2 separate regions of the Mus musculus genome follow, and region 1 is linked to region 2. Evidence: chromatin contacts called from public Hi-C data. All regions are on one chromosome and are shown on one strand. Each heading gives the region's core, a stretch centred on a gene start, on an enhancer-like site or on the middle of the called end of the contact. The rest is flanking DNA. Distances are from core to core; before and after follow the strand shown.

Region 1 (6,106 bases), core at 487-2,986, 130 kb before region 2:
GATCTGAAGGCTGGCAAGCAGGCACAGGCATGGGGCTCAGCAGGGATCTAGGTTCCCTTTGTGGCCGGTGCTTCCTGGCTTTGTGCCGGCTTAAGCCCGCTTTGGAGCGGAAGGAGGCTGAGCAGAGCTGGCAGGTCTCGGGTAGCTCAGCTGGGGTCTGCTCTGCATGCTCTGGCTTTTTGTTCAGTCCACGGGGCCTCCGTTTATGGTCTTGGGGGTCGGAGAAGTTCTTCTGGGGAGGGCGATGGGAGATACTGATGTGGTACTGAGGAGAGTCAGACCTGGAGTCGCTGGATGTGCCGCTCAGAGGAGTTTCTAGGGTCAAGTGGAGCCCTGTGGGCATGCCTCGGGCATTGGCTCTGGCTACCTTTGTCACATTGCAGTGTCTTGTCCCAGGTGTTTCTGGGTTGTCCTGTTCCTTGATGCTGACGTCTGCCCCATCTTCTTGGCAGATTTGAGAGTCTGGCCCTGTAGTCTCCAGTGTGGCAAGGTCTGTGGGCACAGCTATAATGCCGCGGCCTTCCCCGTGGCCAGGGCAAGGAGTGCTGCTCACAGGCCCTAAGGAAGGGCCCTTGGAGTATGTCCTTTCTGGGTTGCTGAGGGATGGGGCTCCCATGCAGTGGGGGGCTGGCACCTCAAGTGTCTCACCTGAATCTAGGCCATCTTTGGGGGCAATGCTGGTCAGAGGGGCAGCTTCGATGGTCATTTTAGGGGAGCTGGGATCCCCTAGGGGAGGAGCGGAGGAATGGGCAGGAGATAGCCTCAGCTCCTCTTTTCCAGAATCTTCTAATGTTCTTACTGCGATGCCCTTGGGGCTGTTCCTCTCTAGTAATACAGGGGCCGAGAAACTGATGGAGCCAAGTGAGCCTACGGGAGGGTCCTTGGGACTGCTGGTCCCCAGCAGAGAGTGCTGGGATAAAGGCTCTTCAGGGCCACAGCAGCTTGTCACCAATAGTGTAGGGGATGCTGGGGGTTCAGCCTCTTTGGTGGTTAGGCCATAACTGGCACCCAGAGGTACCAAGACAGGACAGGTTGGCTGATCATCGGGGCTGGGTAGGTCTCTGTAGGAGGAAGGTGCTAGTGGCTTACTAGGCTTGACTCTGGTCTCAGGGTCTTCCTGGGGCATCGGCTCAAGGTCACTGGGAGTAGGTGTGGCTTGAGGCCTGGTGGAGAAGACACATGCGGCCAGGTCTCTATTGGAGGGAGCGGGATTCTCCTGGCTAAACAATGGCTGTGGGCTGGCGGCCTTCTCTGGGCTTCTCTCTGCAGGCTCCTTCTGGAGAGGGCAAGCCTTCTGGATTGGAAGCAAGGATGTGCTATCAGGGTCGGTGGGGCTGGTGGAGAACAGTGCTTGTCTCCTAAGGCCCCGGGCTGCTCTGTTCCCCTGGCGTGGCCTTCTGCCCCTGGCCGGCCTAGCTTCCAAATGGGCACTGACCTTGTTGAGTGCATCTGGGTCCTCCAGGCTCCTCCAGCTTTTTGGCTGGAGTCTGTTGGCTTGACCCTGGCCCTTGATCTTTTCAGGTTGACTAGGCGAGCCAAGACGTCCATCTGCCTTGGACCTCAGCTGCTTCTGGATGTTTGCAGGAAGAGCTGACACGTTTACAGCCCTTGAGGAGTCCTCTTTCATACGGGCCCCTCCTGTCACTGAGGGGTCCCCAGACTGAAGGCCCTGGGCGTTCTCTCTGCTCTTGGCTGTAGCATCCAGGACCTGACGCAGAGGAAAGGAACAGCAGGCTGGGTCCTGGCGCCTCTGTCCAATGCTGGCACTGGGCTCCCAGGGAGGATCTGGCACGGGATGAGACCAAGCCCTACCACCACTTTGAAGGGTGGATTGTGGAGAGGTCCCTGCAGGTGCAGACGCCCCCTTAAAGTCCAGGTCCTTGGCAATAGGCTTGTTAAGCACAGCTCCTATAGAACTCCCTGCCTGGTCTTCAGAGTGACCCTTAGAGCCATGGCTGAGACTGGCACTTGGAAGGGAGGTGACTTCCTCATCACCCTTAAGTATCAAGTTGGGTTCTAGGGCCGGGTGGGCACTGGGGCTGTTGAATCCTTCCAGTGCAGGGGAAGTTGGGCAGGGCTCCTGGGCCTCACAGAATGGGTCTAGAGAATGTCCTCTTGTGTGTTTACCAGGAAGCAGCGGTGGGGCATTCGAGTTCTGGGTCCCAGGGGCTTCATTATTTTTAGGAAACAAAAGCCCATGCTTCGGGCTGTCCTTGGCTAAACTCCCAGCATGCAGCAAGGCCACCTGTTGGTTGCTGGAGTCAGGCAGGCGGTCACTTAGGGGGATCTGACTGTCTGCGTCGGGGATAATGGTCTCCCGAGTTCTCTGAAGACCGAGTGTGAATCCTTCCAGGCTGAGGGGAGCCCCGCATCCTGGGTTCTCCTGGATACCACAGGGAGGTGCTGCTTTTTCTGTGTGGCAGGAAGCTGGGTAGGGCCACTGTTTCTGGGGGTTCTTCAGGGCCCTTTCCTGATGTGAACTTGATCCCTCAAGACCTGTAATGTCTTCTGCTGGCTCCCTCTGGGCTGAGGTGGCTGGATTTGTGGGTAGAAGGGAGGCCTGCTTTGGGCTTGTGTCCATCTTGCCTTCCTGTGTAGCTTCCTCCGGTTCTCCCGAGGTGCCCACTGTGCTCCCTTCCCCCTGCAGTTGGCTTTCTAATTCAGTCACCAATCTTTTGATCTCCAGTTCGTCCTCACACAGATTGCTACATTCACTTCCCTTTTCAGGCACAGCGGGAGGGCGGGGAGGCACCGTCTGTTCCGAGGGACACTGCTTGCTGACTGTCTTTCCCTTGGAGAGACCAGGAAAGGAGCCAGGCAGCACCGGAGAAATTTCCTCCAGCAGCAAGAATGGCGGGTACAGAGGATCTGCCAGAGGTTTCTTAGGGAGAGGGTCAGGACCTGCCAGTGGTCCGTGGGTGACCCTGTTTGCTGACAAGTTGTCATAGAGTGGTGGGTCAAATCCGTCCTCAGGCAGCCCTGCAAACAGGGATGTGGACTCTAAGGTCAGTGGCGAATGCACCTTCCCTGGGTCTGTTTCAACTGGGTAGGGTGGACTCTTGGATGGTGTTGACTCAAGGGTCTCCATACTGTCCTGGCTAAGGTAGCAGCTTCGGGCAGGCAACGGGTCCATAGCTAAAGGCTTGGTGTACAGATCGTCAGGGAAACAGTAGGCTAGGTCCTTGGATCCAAGGAACAATTCACAGGTGTCACTGTTAGGCAGGGATCCTCTTTTGGCAGCTGGACACTCTAGAGAGCGCCTGTCACAGTGGTCAGGGTCACAACCAGGACTCGAGTTCTTGAAAACCGGGAGGCTGGATTCAGTGTAGAACATGTCTGCCAGCTTATCGATGGGTACCAGGCACCTTCCAGGCTGGGAGGCAGAGTCCTCTCTGGTATGCAAAGTCGGGGGCTTCATGCATCCAGAAGTGCCCAGAAGACAGCCTGCATCTGGTACTGGCACGCTGTTTCCCGATAGTGTTTCAGGGTGGCTCCCTGATGGACTGCCAGCCCGTGCTGGCACTGGAGCAGCGGGTCTGGGGCTTTCCCCACCACAGTGAGCTGGAGAACTGGGTCTCTCTCTGAGCTCAGTGGTATCAGCAGCAACTTCAGGCTTCTCGCCCTCCTGGGGGAAGTCCAGGGCTGCATGGTTTTTCTCCTGGGTCTTGGTGGTGGCGAGGACCCGGGGAGGATGTTTTGGGGCTATTATGGGATGGCCACGATGCTCAAGTCCTCTTTCCACAGAGACTTCTCCAGCTTCCGAACTCGGCAACAGGCTTTGAGTCCTTGGAGTGGGAGAGCCCCCATTTTCACCAGCCTCCTGCCGCATGACCTTCCTTGGGTTCTGGGTCAAATCTTCTTTCTTCCTCTTCTTGCCCTGGCGCCACCGTTGGCGGCTGTGGGGGGAACAGCCTTGGGCAGGACCCCCCAAATCCCGCCGCTGCTGCATACCAGCCTCTTCCTCAGATTCAGAGGCACAGCCTTGCCCGCTGAGCCTGCCCTCCTGGGTGCTAGGTGGTCTTCCAGGCAGCGGGGGGACATGGGAGACTTGGTTCCGTGGTGCCTGCTGCCCGTGGCGCCTGTTTTTCTGCCGCACTATCTTGTGGATGAGTTCCTTGCTCCAGGAGCCGCCCCGCCCCCTCCTCTTCCTGGAGTCCTTCCCAGAGGGCAGCTGCAGGTGCTTGGAGCTCCTCGTCTCTTTGGAGGTGGCTCTGGAGATGCTGTGATCTGCACGAGCGTGGCCCTTGCGAGTCTGACTTTTGCGAGCCTGGGGCCGGGGATGCTCTGCACTGTGACCCTTCTTTCTTGGCCTCAGGCAGATGGCTTTGGCCTGACTGTTAGTACCCTTGGCCATACCGGGCTCTTTCCGAAACAACTTGAATTGCTTCCCTCTCCTCTGCTGCCTGACCAGGGTGGTCGCATCTGCCTGTACAGATGCAAGGCCCAGGGAACGGGTTTTGGGCCTGTTTCGGGCTGGGTGGCTCCTGTTTCCAGTGCAGGGGGCTTGGGGTTCTGGCACAGCAGCTTTGGATGGGAGCTGGGGCTGGGTACCATTCTTGGAAATTGATCCCACCTGATTGTTGAGGGGATGCCCAGTGCTGGGCCCCCTGGAGCCTGAAGGCTCCTCATCAGCAAAGACATCAATGAAGCTGCTGTCTATCTCAGGATTATCTGATTGGTACTCCATGCCGTTGAGAGCCTCGGTGATGAGCCTGTCCAGCTTAGCGTCATCTTCCATATCAAGGTCCGAGGTGGGGAGTGGGAAGGAGGTGACAGCTGGGTCATCTCTGGTTAGCAGGAAGGGGACAGTCTGGTTGTGTTCAAGCAAGGCCGAGTGTGCATCGGTGGGTGCCTTTGAGGTGGTGGTGGGTGTGGGGAGCCCTGGGGGCTGCAGAGAGCCATCCTTGGTCTTGGTTAACAGGAGGCTGCAGAGTGGCCTGTGTTCCAGGAAGGCCGCGAGGCTGCTATAGTTTCGATCGCACTGTCTGCAGGTCAGTAGGACATCCAGCTGGTCCAGGCTGGCGCTGCTCAGGGAGAAGTGCTGGGCTGAGTAAGGTGGCGGTGGCGGTGGAGGTGGTGGCTCTGGAGGAAAGCCCTTCAACCCGTCTCTGCCCAGTGAGGGGCTCTTGTGGGAGAATGGGGCTCCCTCCTGGCTCTTGAAGGCATCCTCAGCCCCTGGTCCCTCTGTGGGGAGAGGGAAGGCTTTGGCTGTCTCGGATTGATAGCGTGTGGGCAGGGTGTATGTGGGCTCTGGGGAAGGGAAGGGGCTGCTGGTCTCCTGGGAATGGGTGGGAGGCAGGAAGAAGGCTGGGGACCTGAGGGGTCCAGGCTGCTGGCTGTCTTCAGAGCTGGGGTTGGCTGGGCTGCTGGATGGCGGTGACAGAGATGAACAGGTACTGCTGCTGGCTGTGTTGGTCGCAGGTGAGGGAAGAGGAGATTCACTGGGTGAAGCCCCCACCACCCTAGGTGGGGGCAGGCTGAGGGCCCCCTGGGGTGACATTTGGGGTTGGGCTCCCCCAAAGAACAGGGGCTGTGTCCCAGGGTCCTTCAGCCCACCATAGGCTAGCAGCCTTGGGGAACTGCTTGGCTGGCCTGGGCTGCTCCTGAGAGCTGACTCTCCAGGCCTGGGGATTGTATTCAAAGCACCCAGGGTTCCCGGGCTGTCCCCCTGCCACTCAGAAGACCCCCTGGGGAATGTCAGTTGGCTCAGTACCCCCATTTGGTGGGAATTCGGCCCAGGGGTGGTAAGCACCGGGGACCAGGGCAGCGGGGGACTGTGGGGGAGGCAGAGCTGCTGCTGGCTTTCGAAGAAGGCAGTCCTGGCAGCAGCTGCAGGGTCCAGGGTAGACGTGGGGTAAGGAGGAGCTGCTGTTGTATCCCACAGCTGGGGCAGATGGGTGGGTGGTGGCCCAGGGGTGGGCAGTTCTGTGTCCAGCGATGCTGGGCTGGTACCCACCCCATTCGCTTCATACCCCTGCCCTGGAAAGTGCCTCTGGGGTGGAGGATTTGGGAGGCCTCTGGGGCTCCCCAGCCCATCGCGAGCGGGAAGGGGCCCTTCAGGAATGCCTTTGGTCAGGCTTTTGTGCAAACTATCATGGAAGGGGCT
Region 2 (6,053 bases), core at 2,088-4,587:
TTTACCTGTGGTACATTTTCTCCATTGTTAATTGATGTGGAAGATCCCAGCCCACTGTGGGTGTTGCAATCCCTAGGCTGTTGGGCCTGAGCTATATAAGAAAAGTAGATGAACAAGCCAGAGGGAGCAAGCCAGTTAGCTGCACTTCTCCATGGTCTCTGCTACCGTTCCTGTCTCTAGGTCCCTGCCTTGAGCTTCTGTCCTGGCTTCCCCTGATGATGGACAGTGATCTGTAACCCAATAAGCTCTTCCCTTCCTCCTTCCCTTCCTCCTTCTCTTCCTCCCTTCTTCCCCTCCTCCAAATTGCTTTTAGTCAATGATTTATCACAGCATCATAAAGCAAACTAAGGCGACACTGAAGTATAGATGAAGACCCAAGTTCCAACCCTCTGGACCCATGTAAAACATTGGCTATGATGGCACATGCCCGTGATCCTAGCCTTGAAGAGGTGGAGATAGGAGGAACCCATGGAACTTGTTAGCCATCCAATCTAGACAGAGTACTGAGTTCCATGTTTAGTGAGAGACCCTGCTTCAAAAAATAAGGGGAGAGTGGTTGACACATAATGTTGCCCTATGAGCTCCGAATACACATATCCACACATGTTCACACCCACTTGTGCAACACACACACACACACACACACACACACACACACACTCTATATCCAGTGGTCTCAGAAAATTAACCCCTGTGCAAGGCCTTCTGGGTAGGTTCCTGTATGGCCCTTCCCTTCTTTAGACTTGGGTAGAGAACCCTGGCCAGAGGTTCCTGCCTGGCAGGACCCAAGAGCTCAACTAACTGTCTCTCAGGGCATGAGGTGTTCTCTTAAAAATAGACACTTGACTTTCTGGAATAGAGAAGGCAGGGCTGTAGGAACCTAATGGCTCCCTTGAGAGGCACTGAGCAAGCCCCCTGTCACATCTCAAGGCCCCCACAACAACCCAGGGCCCAGTGGGTTCCTGGAGTCACAGGAGATTTCCAGCACTTTCCTGCTTTAGCCTTCGCTCAGCTAAGCAGGTGCTTGTGCCTCTGTCTGAGCACCTGCCTGGTATCTCAGTGGAACATGGCTGCCTGCTGGGGCTCCTGGCTGGAGGGTGGCTGTCGACTATGACCCCTTGACAAGAAGCTGCAAACATCTGCACACCCTTCTACAGACTCTCAGGTCCCTCTGAGGCCAGGAAACTCCAGAATGGAGTACCTGGCTCCCTGAAGACCGTGCTCTGGCCTAGCCTGGCCCATTCTGTGGAACGAAAAAGGCTGACCAGGAGACCAGTGAAAGCCACAGTCCTCCCCACATTGTCCCTGGGAAGACTGCCTCAGCCGAGGGTGGAGAGGGTGGTCTCCCAGATCCCTCAGAAAGCTGACAAAGCCCTTGGAAGTGAAGCAGAGCTTCCATGCAGTAGAAACTAAAGCCACCTCAAAGGTCATAGTTCACATTGGTTGCCATGGCTGTCAGGAGTGTGATACCCAGCCAGTCACTTGGAGCTGCTCCATGGAGTTCCTCAAACCAGACTGACCAGCGTCCATAGACCCGACAGAAGCCAGTGAGCTCATTCAGATAGGACAAGGAAAACGGTATGCTTTTGAAAATACTGAAGCTGTAAATGCTGACGGTGGAAACCGACTGTGGAAACTCACTGTCAAGCACTGTCAAATCTTCAAAATGAGGCTCAAATACGCAGATATTCGAGATGGCTGCAGGCTGAGACAGCAGGGAACTGAAGCAGAAGTTTACCAGCAATGAGGGAGGAAACTGTGGGCCGCCCACTACACAAGGGCACACCGCTCATTTTTGCACACACACACCCATCACCACTTTCCTGCTGCCTCCTGAGTGCCCCCCTCTGGCTCCTCCCTGCCAGTGCAGGATGACCCCAAAACATCTGTTCTCTCCTTTTCCCCTCCATTGATTTATTTATTCACTTTACATCCTGATCCCAGGCCCCCTCCCCCCCTACAGCCCCTCCCCCTCTCCTTCTCCTTCTCCTCTGAGAAGTGGGAGGCCGCCCCTGGGTACCAACACACCCTGGCACATCAAGTCACACACAGGACTAGTCACTTCCTCGCCCACTGAGGCCAGACAAGGCAGCCCAGTTAGGGGAACAGAATCTACAGGCAGGCAACAGAGTCAGGGACAGCCCCCATTCCAGTTGATGGGAGACCGGCATGAAGACCAAGCTGCACATCTGCTACATAAGTGCATAGACCTCAGTCCAGCCTGTGTGTGCTATCTATTTGGTTGGTGGTTCAGTCTCTGGGAGCCCCCAAGGGTCCAGGTTAGTTGACTCTGTTGGCTTCTTGTGGAGTCCCTGCCCTCTTTGTGCTTGGCTGTGGGTATCTGCATCTATTTCAGTCAGCTGATGGGTGGAGCCTCACAGAGGACAGTTATGCTAGGCTCCTATCTGCAAGCATAACACAGCATCATTAATAGTGTCAAGGACTGGTTCTTGTCCACAGGATGGGTCTCAAGTTGGGCCAGTTCTTGGTTGGCCATTCCTTCAGGCTCTGCTCCATCTCTGTGCCTGCACTCTGAGGACTCTGCTGTCTATCCAGCAGGCTCTGTGGCCTGAGCAGACATGTCAAAACCAAACACTTCCCAAGTGTAACTGTTTGTGACTGGACACCTGTGAACGTGGCCCTTCTCTCCCACAGAAACCTCTAGAACAAGACACTGGTGCCCCCATGAGCTGTGTCAGCCTCGTCCAAGGTATCTGTGACAGACTTTCCACAGTAGCAATATACCCAGGTTCCCAGGAGGCCCTGAAACCTTAACATTGCATCCACTCAGACTTTTATGCTGGGGTGCAGGCAGGGAAAAGGAAGTTAACAGGCCTTGGGGTGGGTATCCTGTGCTGGTCACACAGTTCAGACGTGGGAATGCAAGGTAACGCTCTGGAGTTACCCCTTGAGCATCAGAAGGTCCCAAAGGTGCACGGTCCTTTAGTGGGCAGCATCTGGCCGTGTGATCCAGCTTCCAGGCTGTGTATTCTCAGTTGCTGAGTTCTTCAGGAGCCTTGTCCTTGACTGGCTGCCAAGGGCAGACAGAAGCTCCCTGCAGCTCTGCTGCTCAGAGGCCAAGGCCTAGACATCCTTGCTTGGCAGGAGGTGGTACCCCAGGCCCACTGGGTCACCAGAGCGGGTGCCTCACCCGTCTCCTGACTCCTAACTGCTGAAACCCTGAGAAGGGCTCTGGAGAGAAAACTTGCACTGATCTTGCTCAAGAGCACATGAGCTCAAATCTGGACATGTTTGCCAAACACCTGCCAGGCTGCCAAGGCGAGTCCCCAGGGTCAACAGACAGCCTGGCCATGGGCACCTTGGCCAAATGAGCACAGAAAGCTGCCACAGGGACCTTGTCACCCTTGTCCTCAGTCTTGTGAGTGGTGACAGGGATGGAACACAAGCTTCCCTTCCCCACCCCTCGAGATCTGGCTTCTCATGCCTGCAAGGTGCACAGACTCTGCCCATCTCTAGGCCTGAGCAGGAGCCAGAGATCCATCAATGTCCCCTACTGCCAAGAAGGTTTGTGCAGGAGGAGGCTCTTGGAGATGCCAGGGCACACACGCATGTGGGGACGGGGCGTTCTGCACATAGCATTTATCTGACTTGCAATGGAGCCTGCCAGCAGGTGAAAATATTAACATCAACTTTATCTCTTTCCCCTGGCGCTGTACTGTTATGTCCTTCTGGCTCAGCTGGTTTATTTGAGAAGCAAAAATACACTCACTTATGTGTGAAGTTCCAAGGCCCAGAATTCCAGGACAGGTGATGGCTACCAGTGTCTCTTGGGCAGTTACTATCTCACTTGGATGACAGACAAAAGAAGTAGCTGCCATCACCACTGGCTCTCCCTGGCCCACACACTAACTGACCCTGTGCTCCCTCCATCCATAGCACAACCCTATCCACCCCCAGAATACTCTGAGCCCAGGCTAGACCTCTGCATTGTACACTAAAAATGAAGTCCACAAGGACATGTGACCCTGTTGAGATGCCCAAGAGCTGTATAATACTGTTTTTCTGGGACAATCTCAACCACTCAGACAATTCACAAGAATTTAAAAAGAGTCCAAAGTAAATACACTGAAGAATGAGTTATAGCCGTCCCTGGCTATCTTTTTGTTCTTTTATCTGCCTTTGCACAACTCCCAAATTTTCATAATGAGAACATGGGACCAAAACAAAAGACAAACCCAAACCCAGACATTGCCATTTTTAGAAAGCTCAGTGGGAGGCTCCCAAACAAGCCACACAAATGTCTCCTCCCTTCCAAAGCGTGTCTGCACTCAGAGCAGATCATGGGAAGGGGACAGGACCCCGGGTCTGGCTCAGCCCCTCTGACCTGATAGGACTGTCATGACATTTACTGTAAGAGTCCTAGAATCTTCCTAGGAGGCAGGGGCTGGTGGCCCATTTGATTGACAGAGAAGGTGCAGCCTCAAGTCACACAGCCCAGGTGGAGGCTAGCATACTCGAGGGCCTGTTCTGCATGCATCTGCCTGGATCTGTCTAACCCCCACCCATGAGTCTGGAGCTTTCCCAATTCACGAAAGGCGAATGACGGCCCAAGAGTGTGGGTCCAGCCTACCCTGCCGTGGTAAGGTCCGGTGTGTGCCTCCAAAACCTCTCTAGAGGGGCCCTCTGAGCATGGGCTCATTTAGAAGCCAGAGCTTCTCAGTTAGTCTAGGTGAGATTACCCTGGGCTAAGGGCCCTCGCCCAGTGACCATGGTCTCTGTAAGAGCAGAGGAATGAGCTGTGAGGGCAGAAGGTGGGGGCTGGGGTGACAGCCACCAGCTGGAGCCTGCAGGGCTTAGAGACTGTGTGATACCTGAACGTCTCTCTCAGGGCCCTGGTAGGAGGGGACTCTGCCTATGATTTGGATGTAGGGTCTGGAAAAAAAAAATGGGCTCTGTGACTATGAGCCTAACATTTGCCACAAAATACTGGTGCCAAAGGCTGGCAGGAACAGAGAGCAAAGCTAGAGGCCCACGTGGGTCACAGATCCTGCAGGAAGAAGGCCATGAAGCCCGAGGCCAGGCCCAGCCAGGGTCCCAAGGTATCTCCTACCCACCCCCTCCTGCTCGCTTCTCTGTATGTGATTCCTGATGGGTGTCCAGCATTGTCCCCTACCCTGGAGGGGCGCAGCTTTAGCAAGGCAAGCCTGGGGCCTGCCTGCACAGTCACACATGGTGGGCAAGTAGGTCTCAGAGACACAAAACAATTCCCCCACCGTGAATGTCTGAGCTGCAGGGCGCATGGGAAAGATCTCAAGAAGCACACAGGGTATTTCTATGCCCCTGAGAGAATTCTCTCCAAGCTGAACTGGACTGTTTCCCTGCATCCCTGCATCTATATATCATTGCATCTCTGTATCCCTGCATCCCTGTATTTTTGCATCTATGTATCCTTGCATCTCTGTATCCCTCCATCCCTGAATCTCTGTATCCCTGCATCTCTCCCTCCATCCCTGCATCTATTTATCCTTGCATCTCTGTATCCCTGCATCCCTGTATTTTTGCATCTATGTATCCTTGCATCTCTGTATCCCTACATCCCTGCATCTCTGTATCCCTGCATCTCTCCCCGCATCCCTGCAACTCTGCATCTATATATCCTTGCATCTCTGTATCCCTGCATCTCTGCATCTCTCCCTGCATCCCTTCATCTCTGTATCCCTACATTACTGCATATCTCTATTCCTGCATCTCTCTCTCCCCATCCCTGCATCTCTCCCTGCATCCTACATCTCTGTATCCCTGCATCCCTGAGGTGGTGCCTTCCTTCCCAAGCATCCTCTACCTGGAGACCCACACCTAGTAAAGGGAAGGAGAGGGAATGAGACCCTGAGATGACCCAAAGGCAAGAGAGCTGGCGGGAAGGCGCCATACGCACAGCAGGCTGAGAATGGAACATTGTTTGGATTTGAGTAGATGTCACCAGGTTAACGTAAGGGATGGAGGGAGAACTGCAATCCTGGAATCCACCTCGAGGACTCTAAGCCTATGGCAGAGGCACCTGCACATCCCCACTGAGTGCTGCACTGTTCACA

Evidence for each region. Hi-C and Micro-C count contacts between places; a contact is called where the count stands out from the background.
Region 1: a contact with region 2 is called in a Hi-C map of bone marrow-derived macrophages, with 51 read pairs. The contact joins two enhancer-like sites. A contact is called at or near these places in 3 of 39 promoter capture datasets (the 3T3-L1 cell line, 3T3-L1-derived adipocytes and the HPC-7 cell line), 1 of 15 datasets of contacts at CTCF or cohesin (embryonic stem cells), 33 of 484 Hi-C or Micro-C datasets (the AML12 cell line, the BV-2 cell line, the HL-1 cell line and 16 more), 10 of 115 datasets of contacts at active chromatin or transcription factors (bone marrow-derived dendritic cells, bone marrow-derived macrophages, embryonic stem cells and 4 more) and 3 of 9 other capture datasets (adipose tissue, embryonic stem cells and pancreatic islet).

Annotation. Positions count from the first base shown.
Region 1 is chr8:122,261,036-122,267,141 of GRCm38.p6, reverse strand. Zfp469 (zinc finger protein 469) reads right to left here. Exons shown (of 3, transcript NM_001362883.1): 3 at 1-6,106. Among named protein-coding and RNA genes, the nearest start is that of Zfpm1, 18 kb to the left of the region's middle. Within about 2 kb of position 1,736, at least 23 of the 459 cell types and tissues checked have an H3K27ac peak or open chromatin away from gene starts, as enhancers often do. A contact at or near this core is called in bone marrow-derived macrophages and muscle stem cells, where this site is marked.
Region 2 is chr8:122,131,470-122,137,522 of GRCm38.p6, reverse strand. It overlaps a transcript of Zfp469 not described here. Among named protein-coding and RNA genes, the nearest start is that of Gm39268, 16 kb to the left of the region's middle. Within about 2 kb of position 3,337, at least 19 of the 459 cell types and tissues checked have an H3K27ac peak or open chromatin away from gene starts, as enhancers often do. A contact at or near this core is called in bone marrow-derived macrophages and muscle stem cells, where this site is marked.